Regions from separate parts of the Oryctolagus cuniculus genome. Here region 1 is linked to region 2. The links are chromatin contacts, called in public Hi-C maps. All regions are on one chromosome and are shown on one strand. Each heading gives the region's core, a stretch centred on a gene start, on an enhancer-like site or on the middle of the called end of the contact. The rest is flanking DNA. Distances are from core to core; before and after follow the strand shown.

Region 1 (6,650 bases), core at 3,607-6,106, 63 kb before region 2:
CCAGGCTGAGATTTAAAACATCAGCAGGGCCGGCGCAATGGCACATTAGGCTCGGCCTCTGCCTGCAGCGCCGGCATCCCATACGGGCACCGGTTCCTGTCCCGGCTGCCCCTCTTCCAATCCGGCTCTCTGCTATGGCCTGGGAAAGCAGTGGAAGATGGCCCAAGTGCTTGGGCCCCTGCACCTGCGTGGGAGACCTGGAGGAAGCTCCTGGCTTCAGATCAGCGCAGCTCCGGCCATTGTGGCCATCTGGGGAGTGAACCAGCGGATGGAAGATCTCTCTCTCTCTCTCTCTCTCTCTCTGGCTCTTTCTCTCTCTCTCTCTCTCTGGCTCTACCCCTCTCTGTAACTCTGTCTTTCAGATAAATAAATCTCAAACATAAAATCACACACCCAGGCCGGCGCCGTGGCTCAATAGGCTAATCCTCCACCTTGCGGCGCCGGCACACCGGGTTCTAGTCCCGGTCGGGGCGCCGGATTCTGTCCCGGTTGCCCCTCTTCCAGGCCAGCTCTCTGCTATGGCCAGGGAGTGCAGTGGAGGATGGCCCAGGTGCTTGGGCCCTGCACCCCATGGGAGACCAGGAAAAGCACCTGGATCCTGGCTCCTGCCATCGGATCAGCGCGGTGCGCCGGCTGCAGCGGCGGCCATTGGAGGGTGAACCAACGGCAAAGGAAGACCTTTCTCTCTGTCTCTCTCTCTCACTGTCCACTCTGCCTGTCAAAAAAAAAAAAAAAAAAAAAAAAAAAAAAAAAAAAAAGCGGAAACTGAAACTCCCCCTCCACCCTCTGCGCCCCGAAAGCAGCTTCCCCGGGGGCTACCATGGGCCCACTCTGTCACCAGCATCGCGCGGGAGCCGGAAGACACCTGGCTGGAGCCCCGCGGTCCCCCCGGGGGCGGCCTGGCTGCCGGTGTCGGGTTGGGCTTTACCGAAAGGATTTTCCGTAACTGTTGGTCATTTTCAACCAGCAAGATGTTCACCTTGGCATCGGCGATGACGTACTGACAAGCCTCAGCAGAGTTGGTGGCGTAAATACCAACACAGAGGCCCCTGGAAAGAGAAAACGCACGCAGGTGTGCGCCCCCGCAACGCACGCCTCCGGGTGAGAGTGGCCCGGAAGCCCAGAGAAGGGGGGAGGGTCCCAGGCAAATTCTGAGTTTGCAGTCCCCTTGCCCCACAACTTAACAGTGGTTTTTTTTGTTTGTTTGTTTTCTTTTTTTATTTTTTGACAGGCAGAGTGGACAGTGAGAGAGAGAGACAGAGAGAAAGGTCTTCCTTTGCCGTTTGGTTCACCTCCAATGGCCGCTGCAACCGGCGCACCGCGCTGATCCGATGGCAGGAGCCAGGTGCTTCTCCTGGTCTCCCATGGGGTGCAGGGCCCAAGCACTTGGGCCATCCTCCACTGCACTCCCGGGCCACAGCAGAGAGCTGGCCTGGAAGAGGGGCAACCGGGACAGAATCCGATGCCCCGACCAGGACTAGAACCCGGTGTGCCGGCGCTGCAAGGCGGAGGATTAGCCTAGTGAGCCGCGGCGCCGGCTTCCACAACTTAACAGTGATGAAACCCGGAATGATGAGACTGGCATGATGTCAGTCGTCCTGGGGACACTGACAGCACCCCGTTTTACAGAAGACGAAAGCAGGGGCCAGGCCAGCAGTGTTGCCTGCTCAGGGTCCCACAGCAAGGGAGTCTTAGCCACCACTCAGCTGCTGGAGGCGTCCCCGGGGGCTCTTCACCAGCAGTTCCCCGGGGCCAGTGGCGAGTGCTGCTCGGAGATTTTTGCCTTTTTACTTCTGAGTCTGAGACCCCCTGCCCAGCCCAGTGTCTCTGGGACGGCAGTGCCCTGCTGTTCGGCCCGGGGCAGGGCCGCCTTACCCTGCTAGGATGGCGCCAAGGGCGGCCACGGACCACTGCGTGGAGTTGAATCCCAGGATCCCGACGCCGTGGAAGCGCTCCAAGCCCAGCTGCGAGGGAAGCAGAGGCAGGGGCGCGCCGTCACGTCTGGGCCCCCACCCTCGTCCCGGGCTGCTTCCCCCTCTGCCGGCCCGTTGTGGGGGCGTCTGATCCCCCCACCCCTCATCCCAGGCTGCGAGGCTGGCCAAGAATCTAACGGAAGGCGTCAGTGTGCCGACACCTGAGACTGAGACACCACTGGTGCAGACAGAGTGAATCTCCAGTGATGTGTAGACTGATGTATGTCTCTTTTATAAAAGCATTATTTATGCATTTGCTATTTATTTGAAAGGCAGAGAGAGAGAGAGAGAGAGAGAGAGAGAGAGAGAAGGCTTCCATCTGCTGGCTTACTCTCCAAACGGCTGCAGCGGCCAGGGTTGGGCCAGGCTGGAGCCGGGAGCTCCATCCTGGTCTCCTCTGTGGGCGCCCTGGACCCAAGTCCTTGGGCCATCACTACTGTCTTTCAGCGGTCCCTGGGACGCATCCCGGGCGTGTGGAGGTCAGTCTGTGTGACCAGTAGGACGCGCGGCAGCAGTGACGCCCAGCGCCTTGGTCCCTGCCACCCGCGTGGGAGACCAGATGAGTTCCCAGCTCCTGCCTTAGTCTGGCCCAGCCCTGGCTGCTGTGGGCATTTGGGGAGGGAGCCAGCGGGTTGCAGGTGTCAGTCTTTCTCCATCTCCCTCCATCTCCATCTCTGCCTTCCAAATACACAATCAAGACACTGAGATAAGAGCTGGGGAACTGGGTGGCTGAGGGCCAGGGGTCCCGCCGAACGCTTCCCCGGTCGCCTTGCTGCCTGGCCCCGGATGGGGTGGGAGGGGCCGGAGCAGCAGCGGGCGGCCGTACCTTGATGAGGGCCCTGGCGGCCCTGCGGCAGGCCTCGTAGTACTGGTTAAAATTCAGGATCTCCCACTTCCTGCTGCTCTTGGACGCCAGCGCCGGGTAAGCGCCGAATCGGTTGACTGAGTTGCGAAAGAACTCGGGGATGGTCATGGGGGTCTCGTGGCCCGGCCCGTGCTTTGAGAGTCGCAGGAGGACCTCTCCGTCTCGCTGGACGGTCCACAGGCTGGGAGAGACTGCAGGCAGGCACCGGGGGCGTTGGAAGTGGAGCCGGGACTGGAAGCCAGGGCTGCGGGCGTCCCCCACGGTGGCTTCACCCCTGCCCCTAAGTGGTGGTTTTCCTTCTCCCTTGCGAAAGGGCAGCTTGGAGAAGGCGGCTGCCCGCGGCCACGGGAGGCCCCTCGGTCCAGCACGGCCGTGTGCGCACCGCTGTGGCCACACTGCGTGCACGTGGAGCAGCAGGGGCCAGACACTGCGCAAAGGAGGCCCCGCCCTACACTGTCCATCACCCGCCTGGGAGGAGTGGTCAGGTGGCCCCCAGAGGGTCAGGCACCTCGGCCAAGGCCTGAGGCTTGGGCCAAGGATGGCGCAGTCAGCCAGCCTCCCCGGCCCAGCGTACCTGGTGTTTTGCTTGCCTCTGTTGCATGGTCCTCGGCCTCCTCCTCTTGAGTCGCTGGGGGCTCAGGCTTCCCGGGCTCCACGGGACTGCTTTTCATACTACTGCAAGGCAAAGAGCAGGCCCCTGAGCAGGGCCGGCAGAGGGACCAGCTTCCATCCACTGCTCGTGTCTGCCGAGAACCCCGGGGGTGGATTCGTCATGCCTGCCCCGGGCTGAGCAGGAGAGGAGAGGGGTGGTGTGCCAGATGGCAGGGAGCTGAAGCAGTGCTCACCTGGGACGTCACCTGCTGTGCCCGACACCAGCTCCCGGCCCTAAGCTGTAAATTATCTCTAGGTGACTCCTAATGCTTGCTAACAATTACCTGTTGTTCGGTATACATGCAGCTTTCTGCTTTTTTAATTTAAAGATTCATTTTATTTCTTTGAAAGAGAGACAGAGAGAGAGAGACCTTCCATCCACTGACTTGCTCCCCAGATGGCGGCCAGCCCTCCAGGCGCTGCACGGAGCGCCTGTGGCTGCGGGATTTGCCTCGGGCTGCCCCCCCATGAGCTCAGGACCCGCACAACCTCGCCCCCCCCCCCCGGACTGCGCGTTGCGGGCGCAGCCTCCAGGTGGCGCTGTCCCCCAGGAGCGCTCCGGGGCCCCTGCAGGTGCGGGGTGGGGAGACGTTTCGCTGCCTCCTCCTGCCCCTGCCAAGTGGCCCCCTACCCCGGGGCCTGGCCAGCGCCCGAGCCACACAATCGTCTTTGTGAAGTTAGCCTGGCGAGCCCCGAGGGCGCATCATTCTGGAGCCGCAGGCAAGTGGCCGACGTGGGAGCGTGGGCTAGACGCAGAATTCCCGCGCGTCTCGCCTGGGTCTGGGTCCAGCTCCCTGCTCGCGCGCATTGCACCCTGGGAGGCAGCAGCAGGTGCGGGGCCTGTGCCACCCACGTGGGAGACCCGCATGGGATTCTGCGCTCCTGGCTTCGGCCTGGCACAGCCCTGGCTGTTGTGGCCATCTGGGCAGCGAACCAATGGACGGAAGATGCGTGTGTGTGTGTCTGTCTATTGCTCTTTCAAGCAGATGAAAATAAACTCTTTATAAAATAGGAAATTGCAGCTAACACGGCTAACGCTCCCGGCTCCAGCCCACTGAAAAGCGAGGAGAAGCGAGTTCAACAAGGGCGCTGAAGGCAAGATGGGGACTCGGGTCTCCGTAGCTTCCCGCCACCGCGTGCCCCACCCCCAGGCCCCGGCACCTGCCCCTCTTCATGAGGTAGGGTTTGGGCGGCCACGGTCAGGCATCAGGAGCTGTGACATCTGCCCCTCCCACGGAGACGGCGGACGGGCAGCCCCTCCCCTCCCCGGCCCTCGTCACCCTCCAGGGCTGGCCTGGACGCTGGTGGTGGAGGGAGGGCAGGAAGGTGGGCAGTTCCCCCCTCTCCAATAGGTCTTCTACCCCATTCAACCTTCCAGAACCTTCCGGAACCTTCTAGAACCTTTTGTGACATCACTGGATACCCCTGCCCCACCCCCCCAGCAGGGACCTGCTTCCAAGGGCAGATGTTATCGTCTGCTTCTCACTCATCGTTCGTTCATCCACGCGTGCGTTTGTGCCTTGAGCCACGAGAGACACAGGTCTCCTATCTGCTGGTTCACTCCCCAGTTCCCCCTGACAGCCAGGGCCGGAGCTGGGGGCTCAGAACCCCACCCAGGTCTCCCAAGTGCTCGAGCCGCCGGCACTGCCGCCTCCCAGGGTCTGCAGTAGCGGGGAGCGGGGAGCGGGAATCGGGAGCAGAGCCAGGACTTGAACCCAGGCGCTGGACCAGAATTAGGCCCCGGGCTGCGCCAGGCTGGGCGGGCACCGCACTGGAGGGCGGCTTGATGCCCGGAGCTAGTGTGTTCACCAGGAGTGGCCCCCCGGGCGAGGAGGAGGCGGGTCCTCTCACCTTTTGGGGGGATGGCGGGGAGGCGGTCGGGGGGCACGGGGACCTGACATTCTCAGGCAGACAGCTCAAGTCCTGAGACTGGAAGTTGGCTTCGGTTCAAATGTGCAAAGGGAGTGAACACGCCAGGGCATCCTTGACGTCCTGCCTCCTGAGCTGAGAGTGACGGGGGTGGGGGGTGACCTTGAGCCGGGCTCCCAGGCTGGTGGCCAGGCACCGGAGTCTCCGCCTCTGATTGGCACAGTGCACACTCAGCACACACACACATGTGTTCACACACTAAGACACACAACCACACATGTACACTCAAACACATGTATGTCCTCATACAGTGACACACACACCACACACACACACACACTCCTACACCTTTTTTTTTTTTTTTTTTGACAGGCAGAGTGGACAGTGAGAGAGAGAGACAGAGAGAAAGGTCTTCCTTTGCCGTTGGTTCACCCTCCAATGGCCGCCGCGGCCGGCGCGCTGCGGCCGGCGCACCGCGCTGATCCGATGGCAGGAGCCAGGAGCCAGGTGCTTCTCCTGGTCTCCCACGGGGTGCAGGGCCCAAGTACTTGGGCCATCCTCCGCTGCACTCCCTGGCCACAGCAGAGAGCTGGCCTGGAAGAAGGGCAACCGGGACAGAATCCGGCACCCCGACCGGGACTAGAACTCGGTGTGCCGGCACCGCTAGGCAGAGGATTGGCCTAGTGAGCTGCGGCGCCTGCCACTCCTACACCTTATTTAAAAAGAAGAGAATGTCTTCACACTGGACTGCTGAAAGGGTAAGATCTCCGGCAGCCACTTTGCCCCCAGGAGCGAGCCCAGCACAGGGAAAGCAGAGCCGGAGCGTGGGTAAGGGGAGATCAGGTTCTGGTGGCAGCCTCGGAGCCCCTGGATCCAGCTGTACCTGAAGCCTGACCTCCCTGGGTTTTACTTTCTCCATTTGCGCAGAAGGCAGTAGAAATTTTTCTGTACGGGGCCGGACAGCAACTATTTTTAGCATCGCAGGTGACTGTCTCACTGAGGGCAGCCGCAGCACGTTTCACACCGGACAGCAGGTGGCAGGCTCGGCCCGGCCCGCGGACTCCAGCTTTCCGACCCCTGGGTTAAAGGGTGGAGCCCATGGGAGGAGACAACAGTGAGGAGGGAGCGAGGCACACTCAGGGCACCAGACTGGGGCGCGAGCAAGCGCTATAACCGCGGGGGGCTTCAGAAGTCTGCAAGAGAATGGGGCTAAAGGACACGTGTATGTTGGTGCCCCCAGACTTTGAAATCTGTACCCATGAGGCCGTGTGAAAGTTCATGGCAGATACGAT
Region 2 (6,121 bases), core at 2,590-5,089:
ACGGTGAGCGAGGGGCCGGCCACATGGCACAAACGCGTGTGTGCTGAGCCGCTGCACCAGCCCACGCTGGCCTCTCTGCCGGGTAGTATTCCGCGGTGTGCGCGTCCCCCGCCAGTCCCTGCCTGACGGTTCCGGCCTCGCCCTGGTGAGACCGCAGGGCTGAGGAGCACACGCAGGACTTCAGCTCTTGCTTTTGGGTGGATGCGCGCAGAGGAATCGCCGCTGCTGTGCTCTGTGTGTGCGCGCAGGTGTGCATGTGTGTGTTTGCGCGTGCGTGTGTGCATGTGTGTGTGCGCGTGTGTGTGTGTGTGCACGCGGCGTCCCCCAGCAGGTGTCCGCGGCCCCGCCGCCCCAGCCGGCCCTGGGTGCATCTGTGACGAGCGCATGCGCAGCTCCCCAGGGCCGGGCCGCGCCCCGGGGGCTGACGCTGGAGAAAGCCGTTCCCGGCCTAGCGCGCTTCCGGGCCGCTCTTGGCGCCGGCTTTGCGTCTCCGCCGTCTGTTTCCTTCTGTTGACTTCGGGCAGGTCTTTAGATCCGGGATGCAGGCCCCCGTCGGATACGTCGGATACGTCTTCCCCGTCTCTCCGTCTTCCAAGTGTCTTTTCATTCTCTAAAGAATGACTTTTGCAAAGAAAAACTCTCTGTCATATGCAGTTCATCGATTTTCCCCTTGGCGCTCCTGCCCCCCTCCCTGATCTGAGCGCATTGGGTGCAGCAGACAAGACGGCTGCTAGCTCGCCAGCGCCCCCTGTCAGCTCTGTGTTCAAGTCCCGGCTGCGCTTCCATCAGCTCCTGGCTGGCGTGCACCCTGGGAGGCAGCGATGGCTGGACTGCTTGGGTCCCTGCACCGCGAGGGAGACCTGGGCTGTGTTTCTGGCTCCTGGCCCAGCCCTGGCTGATGCGAGCATTTGGGGAGTGACCCAGCAGATGGAAGATCTCTCCGTGAGTCTGTCTCTTACTCTGCCTTTCAGATAAAGTGAACATAACTAAGTAACATTTTTTTAAAAGAGACAGAGCTCTCATCTACTGGTTCACTCCTCAAACGCCCACAATGTTCGGGCTGCGCCAGGCTGAAGGCAGACCCCAAGCACTTGGGCCGTGGCCGGCCGCCTTCCCGGGTGCGCTGGAGGGAGCAGCCAGGACTGGCCGACGCGGCACTGCATGTGGTGCTGCCCTGGGCAGTCGCTTGCGTTCTGGAGGTGTGGCGGCGTGCCGTAGCCCCCAGCACCACCAGCACGCAGGGCCCGGAACACAAACGCCGCCCTCTGGGTGACACTCCATCTCGTGACTGCGGCACGCGACATCGGTGTGCACCAGGACACACAGGCTCGCAGTCACACAGGTGCCGAGGGCAGCCGTGTTCTCCGCGTCCCGGCACGCTCATGGGCGGTTCACGGGCACTCAGCCGCTGGCTCCTCCCTGCTGCCACGCCTGCTGTCTGGGTCGCTCCGGAGAGACTGCCCCTTCCCGACCGCCGGAAGCCCGCATCCCGCTGCATCCTGCTGCTCATGTTGGCTGGCGTGTGGGGCCCGGGAGCCGCTCACGGGGAGGCTGCTGAGGTCCCGGCCACTTCGCCGGGGCCAGGCCCAGGGCCAGCGGCTCCGCATCCCAGGCGCACCGTCTCCCTGTGTTTGGGCTGCAGCCCTGTTTTCTGGGACTTTGAGTTGATCCTGAACACCCAAGCAGGTCACCCCCCACAGCCTCAGTGAGGGGCTTCAGACGTGGAGGCGTGAATATGCCTGGGTGTTTATTTCCAGTTGACATCCGTGTCATAAGTCTGCAAGTGAAGTTTACTAAAGATTTCCTTATTTGAGAGGCTGCGAGAGAAAGGTCTTCCATCCACTGGGTCACTCCCCAAATGGCCCCAACAGCTGGGGCTGGGCCAGGCTGGAGCCAGGAGCCAGGAGCTCCATCCGGGTCTCTAGCACGGGGCGGGGGGGCAGGGCCCACCCTCCACTGCTTTCCCAGATGCCTCTAGGAAGCCGGATGGCAAGTGGGGTGGCCAGCACTTGAGCCAGCACTCACGTGTGGAGTGCCAGTGTCGTAGATGGCAGCTTAAACACCACCTCAATGCAGCCCCAAAGATGAGCTTTTGATAAAAGCAATTTTTTTTGACAGGTAGAGTTAGACAGTGAGAGAGACAGAGAGAAAGGTCTTCCTTTGCCGTTGGTTCACCCCCAAATGGCCGCCGCGGCCGGCACTGTGCTGATCCGAAGCCAGGAGCCAGGTGCTTCTTCTGGTCTCCCATGGGGTGCAGGGCCCAAGCACCTGGGCCATCCTCCACTGCACTCCCTGGCCACAGCAGAGAGCTGGCCTGGAAGAGGGGCAACCGGGACAGAATCCGGTGCCCCGACCGGGACTAGAACCCCATGTGCCGGCGCCGCAAGGCGGAGGATTAGCCTAGTGAGCGCCAGCCACATTTCTGCTTTCTTAAAACCTCATGCTAAACTGACAGGTTTGTTCTTGAACTTTCTGCCCGGGTGGAGCCTCCTGATTTGCCGTTTGGTTACGTCCAGGGAGGCTGAAGGGGCAGAGGGGAGGGGTCAGGCAGGAGAGGCCCTGACGAAGACAGCGTTGATCAGGTGTTGATGATGAAAGTGCACGTGGTGTCTTGTTGGGAACTGGGACCACTGGGAGCCACAGCCCTGAAGTCCAGGTCGAGCAGAGACTGCAGAGGGCTGAGGGGTGCACGCCAGAGACTCCTCAGGCTTCCCGAAGCCAAGTCTTCTAGCACACTCTTGGCAGATGCCGGACGGGCGAGCGGTCTCTTCCTTACCTGATTGTGTTCAGCTGGTGTGACGCCGGATGGCTTTGAATGTGCGCAGGAAAGCAGCTGTGGCTTCTCCCCAGGTGGGAACACCTGCCAGGCCCCTCCGGGCCTCCCTGGTCTGCTCTCTCTGTTGTAACAATGCCTGGGCAGCAGAAGGGTCAAGGGCGTGGTGCCCGTGTGTGGGGAGGGCCTTGTGGCGGAGCATGGCTCATGGGGAGGCAGCGCCCGGCTAGCTGTGGTCTCCCTTCTTACTTGGGTATGGGGACGTGCCCTGCCCTGGAGCGCGTGCTGCGTGGGCAGAGGTGGCGCCCCCACCCCGGGCTTCCCTCTCTTACCATCTCCCTTCTTCTTACCAACTTGGCTGAGCACCCTGCCCTCGGCCGGCCCCACCCACCACGCGGCAGCCCCGAATGGCTCTGTATGGCAGTTTCCCGTGTGGGAACGTCCCCCGGGACCCAGGGTGCCCACCCAGGACATGGCACATGCCCCAGGACAGCACACGCCCCAGGAGAGGCCCACCCCTGCCTGAGCGAACAACGCAAGGATTGTTCAGACCCCGTGTTTTGACTGAGGCTTCTCAGAAGTGAGCCAAGTAAACTTGACATTCAGGAAGACGGCTGCCTGGGTTCTGTTGCCAATTCTGCAGTTCAAGTTTTCAAACAAAAAATAAGAATTTTGGAAAACTTGTCTGCCACCAGGGGCCCTGGCAGCTTCCTGATGGGTGGTGATATTAACAAATGTGATTTCCTGCTGTGTTCAATGAAACATGCCAGCATTTGGGAGGCCTGCCAACCCAGCGAAGCCATATTTTCCGGATGACCAATGCGTGGTGTTATAAAAACACCCATCGGTGAAACAGCCATCCAAAATGCAAGGCAGTACTCATTTTTCACAGGAAGATTCAGTTATACAACATGAAATTCACCACTTAAAGTGCGCCAGTAGTGGCATTCAGAACCTTCCCCGTGCAGCCAGCACCTACCTCTGGTTCCAGAACATTCCACCGGCTCAGAGGACCCCAGCACCTGTGGCAGTCGCTCCCCACGGCCCCGCCCCGTCCCTGGGACCTGCCCGTGCCGTGCGTTTCCTGACAGGAGCCTCGCGCTGCGAGTTCTGGGCTGAGCTCTCGTGGCTCCGTGGCTCCAGCGGTCGTCCAGGCTGCGGCGCGCCGGCTCCATGCCACTTGTGGCTGGGTGACAATCTGTGGTGTGGGCGCCCCACTGCCCCGGCCTCCGCCGCTCCCGCTGAGGTTGGCTGTCGCTCTGACCAGGTCCTGCATCCGCGATGCGTCCGCAGTTTGATGGTCACCTGTCTCGAGGTTTGTGGAGACTTGAACGTGGGAGGTTGGCAGCCGCTGTATCCCCAGGCGCGCTCGGAGCCTCCCTCCCCGACTCGTGTAGTGTTTCTCACGTGCTTGGCGGAGTCCTGGCTTCGCTCTCCCCTCTGCTCCTCGGGCTGAGACGCAGCCACCGACCCGTCCTCACGCTCCCCCGTCCTCTCCCCGCCTCTGCAGGTCTGCTTTTTTTTTTAAGATTTATTTATTTATTTGAAAGTCAGAGTTACACAGAAAGGGAAGAAGGGGCAGAGAGGGAGAGGTCTTCCATCAGCCGGCTCCTCCCCAACTGGCCACAACGGCCAGAGCTGGGCCAATCCAAAGCCAGGATCCAGGAGCTTCCCTCGGGTCTCCCACACAGGCACTTGGGCCATCCTCTACTGCTTTCCCAGGCCATAGCAGGGAGCTGGGTCAGAAGTGGAGCAGCCAGGACTTGAACTGGTACCCATATGGGATGCCGGCATTGTAGACTGGGGCTTTAACCCGCTGCGCCACAGCGCCGGCCCCTTAACAAGCTCGTTCAGTCGCAGTCGGTTGAGTTCGTGGACGCGAGGTTTTGGGAAATGCAGGGTGGCTGGCTTCCGGCAAGGGGCCCCAGCCCGCACTGTTGGACTCTCGTACGCATTCCAGGTTTTCGGAGCTGGGTGAGTGGTGTGCTGGCTTTCAGTTCTTCTTTGTTATGGTATATGTGTGCCACTTTTGATTGATGTGGACTGCTGGACCCCTTGCACATTTTTGGGGTACTGTACAACGTTTCCACACAGACACAGCACTGACGCCCCAGCAGGACTTCTTTTCCTGCTCCCCTCTGCGCGTGTGGCGCCTCGCAGCCCCTCTAGCTCTAGGGGAGAGGAGGCTCCATGGTTGAGACCCGCTATGCCAGACATATAGTGGCTTCTCTTGCCCTTCCCAGTGTGCTGTGCACCCGACAAGGCCACCTGGGAGTGGGGCTTCCAGAGGGTCCTGAACTCTGCCCCCAGGCCCGGGCGGGCGTGTGTACCTCCCTGCCCAGGCTGTGGGTCTGCATGGCCACAGGGCAAGGCTCAGGGACGCGTGTGTGTTTACTTCTCCCTCACCCGGGCCCTGGGAGAAGGGACCCTGGCACCTTCCCTGGTTTGTGGCAGGCGTGGCGAATGCGAGAAGACCCTCTGTGGGCAGAAGAGGCCTCCAGAGGCAGTACCATTCTCCAGCTTGGCTCTGGGGGCCCGGGCTGTGGAGCCACCTTGGGCCTGCCTCGTGCAGAAGTCCTTGCCATCCAGGGGTGCTTTGGGAAAATCAAAGTGCGCCTGCATTTACGCTCCTGGTCTTTTCTGTCACGATGACTGAGATCGTCACTTCCCGACTTCCACACGTGAGCTAGGTCAAGTTCAACAAGTGCAGACGTGGGGGCCATGTGCGGCTGGTGCTTCTGGCTGGGCATAGGCCTGCCCAGCACCCCTGCACCTGGCCCTGTGCGCCCAGCTCACAGCCCTGCCCACCCTCTGGAAGTCCAGCCCTCAGCTCCCTCGACTGCTTCCAGGACTCCATGTCCTTTCCGCACAGCCTCACTCCACAAACACCCGGGCTTGGTCACTGTGACTGCACAGGGGCCCCGGGCCTACACCTGCCCATGGCAGGGCCTGTGTGTATCTTGGGCCTTGGTGGTGTTTTCCCGAAGCGCGCAGCAAGGAGACCTCAGACTATGTGTCAGGACAGGCTGGCTGGGAGGTCAAGACCATTGACATCTTTGGTTTTGTTCGTCTGATTCTCCAAGCAGCAGAGTGACTGCCGATTAGCGTGCTGTGCCTGGGCACCTGCCAATCCTGTCCCAGTGCAGTGGCAGAGGGTTTGTTTTGTTTTAAGATAGATTCGATTTGATTTGAAAGGCAAAGTGACAAAAAGAGAGAGAGAGATGTCTTCCATCTGCTGGTCTGCTCCCCCAGTGGCTACAATGGCCAGGGCTGGGCCAGGCCAAAGCCAGGAGCCAGGTACTCCATCCAGGTCTCCTGCGTGGGTGGTAGGGCCCCAAGCACTTGGGC

The links. Hi-C and Micro-C count contacts between places; a contact is called where the count stands out from the background.
Region 1: a Hi-C map of liver shows a contact between it and region 2, with 8 times the contacts expected there. The contact joins the promoter of LOC138845617 here to the enhancer-like site in region 2. A contact is called at or near these places in 4 of 6 Hi-C or Micro-C datasets (ear pinna, liver, skin fibroblasts and 1 more).

What each region holds. Positions count from the first base shown.
Region 1 is chr16:60,541,568-60,548,217 of mOryCun1.1, reverse strand. It overlaps LOC138845617 (long-chain-fatty-acid--CoA ligase ACSBG2-like), which reads right to left and starts at 4,856. Exons shown (of 15, transcript XM_070058732.1): 1 at 4,651-4,856; 2 at 3,413-3,513; 3 at 2,800-3,029; 4 at 1,876-1,964; 5 at 929-1,049. The coding sequence starts at 4,664.
Region 2 is chr16:60,477,674-60,483,794 of mOryCun1.1, reverse strand. The region is part of intron 5 of RFX2 (regulatory factor X2); the gene reads left to right. Among named protein-coding and RNA genes, the nearest start is that of RANBP3, 24 kb to the right of the region's middle. Within about 2 kb of position 3,839, at least 1 of the 8 cell types and tissues checked has an H3K27ac peak or open chromatin away from gene starts, as enhancers often do. A contact at or near this core is called in ear pinna, where this site is marked.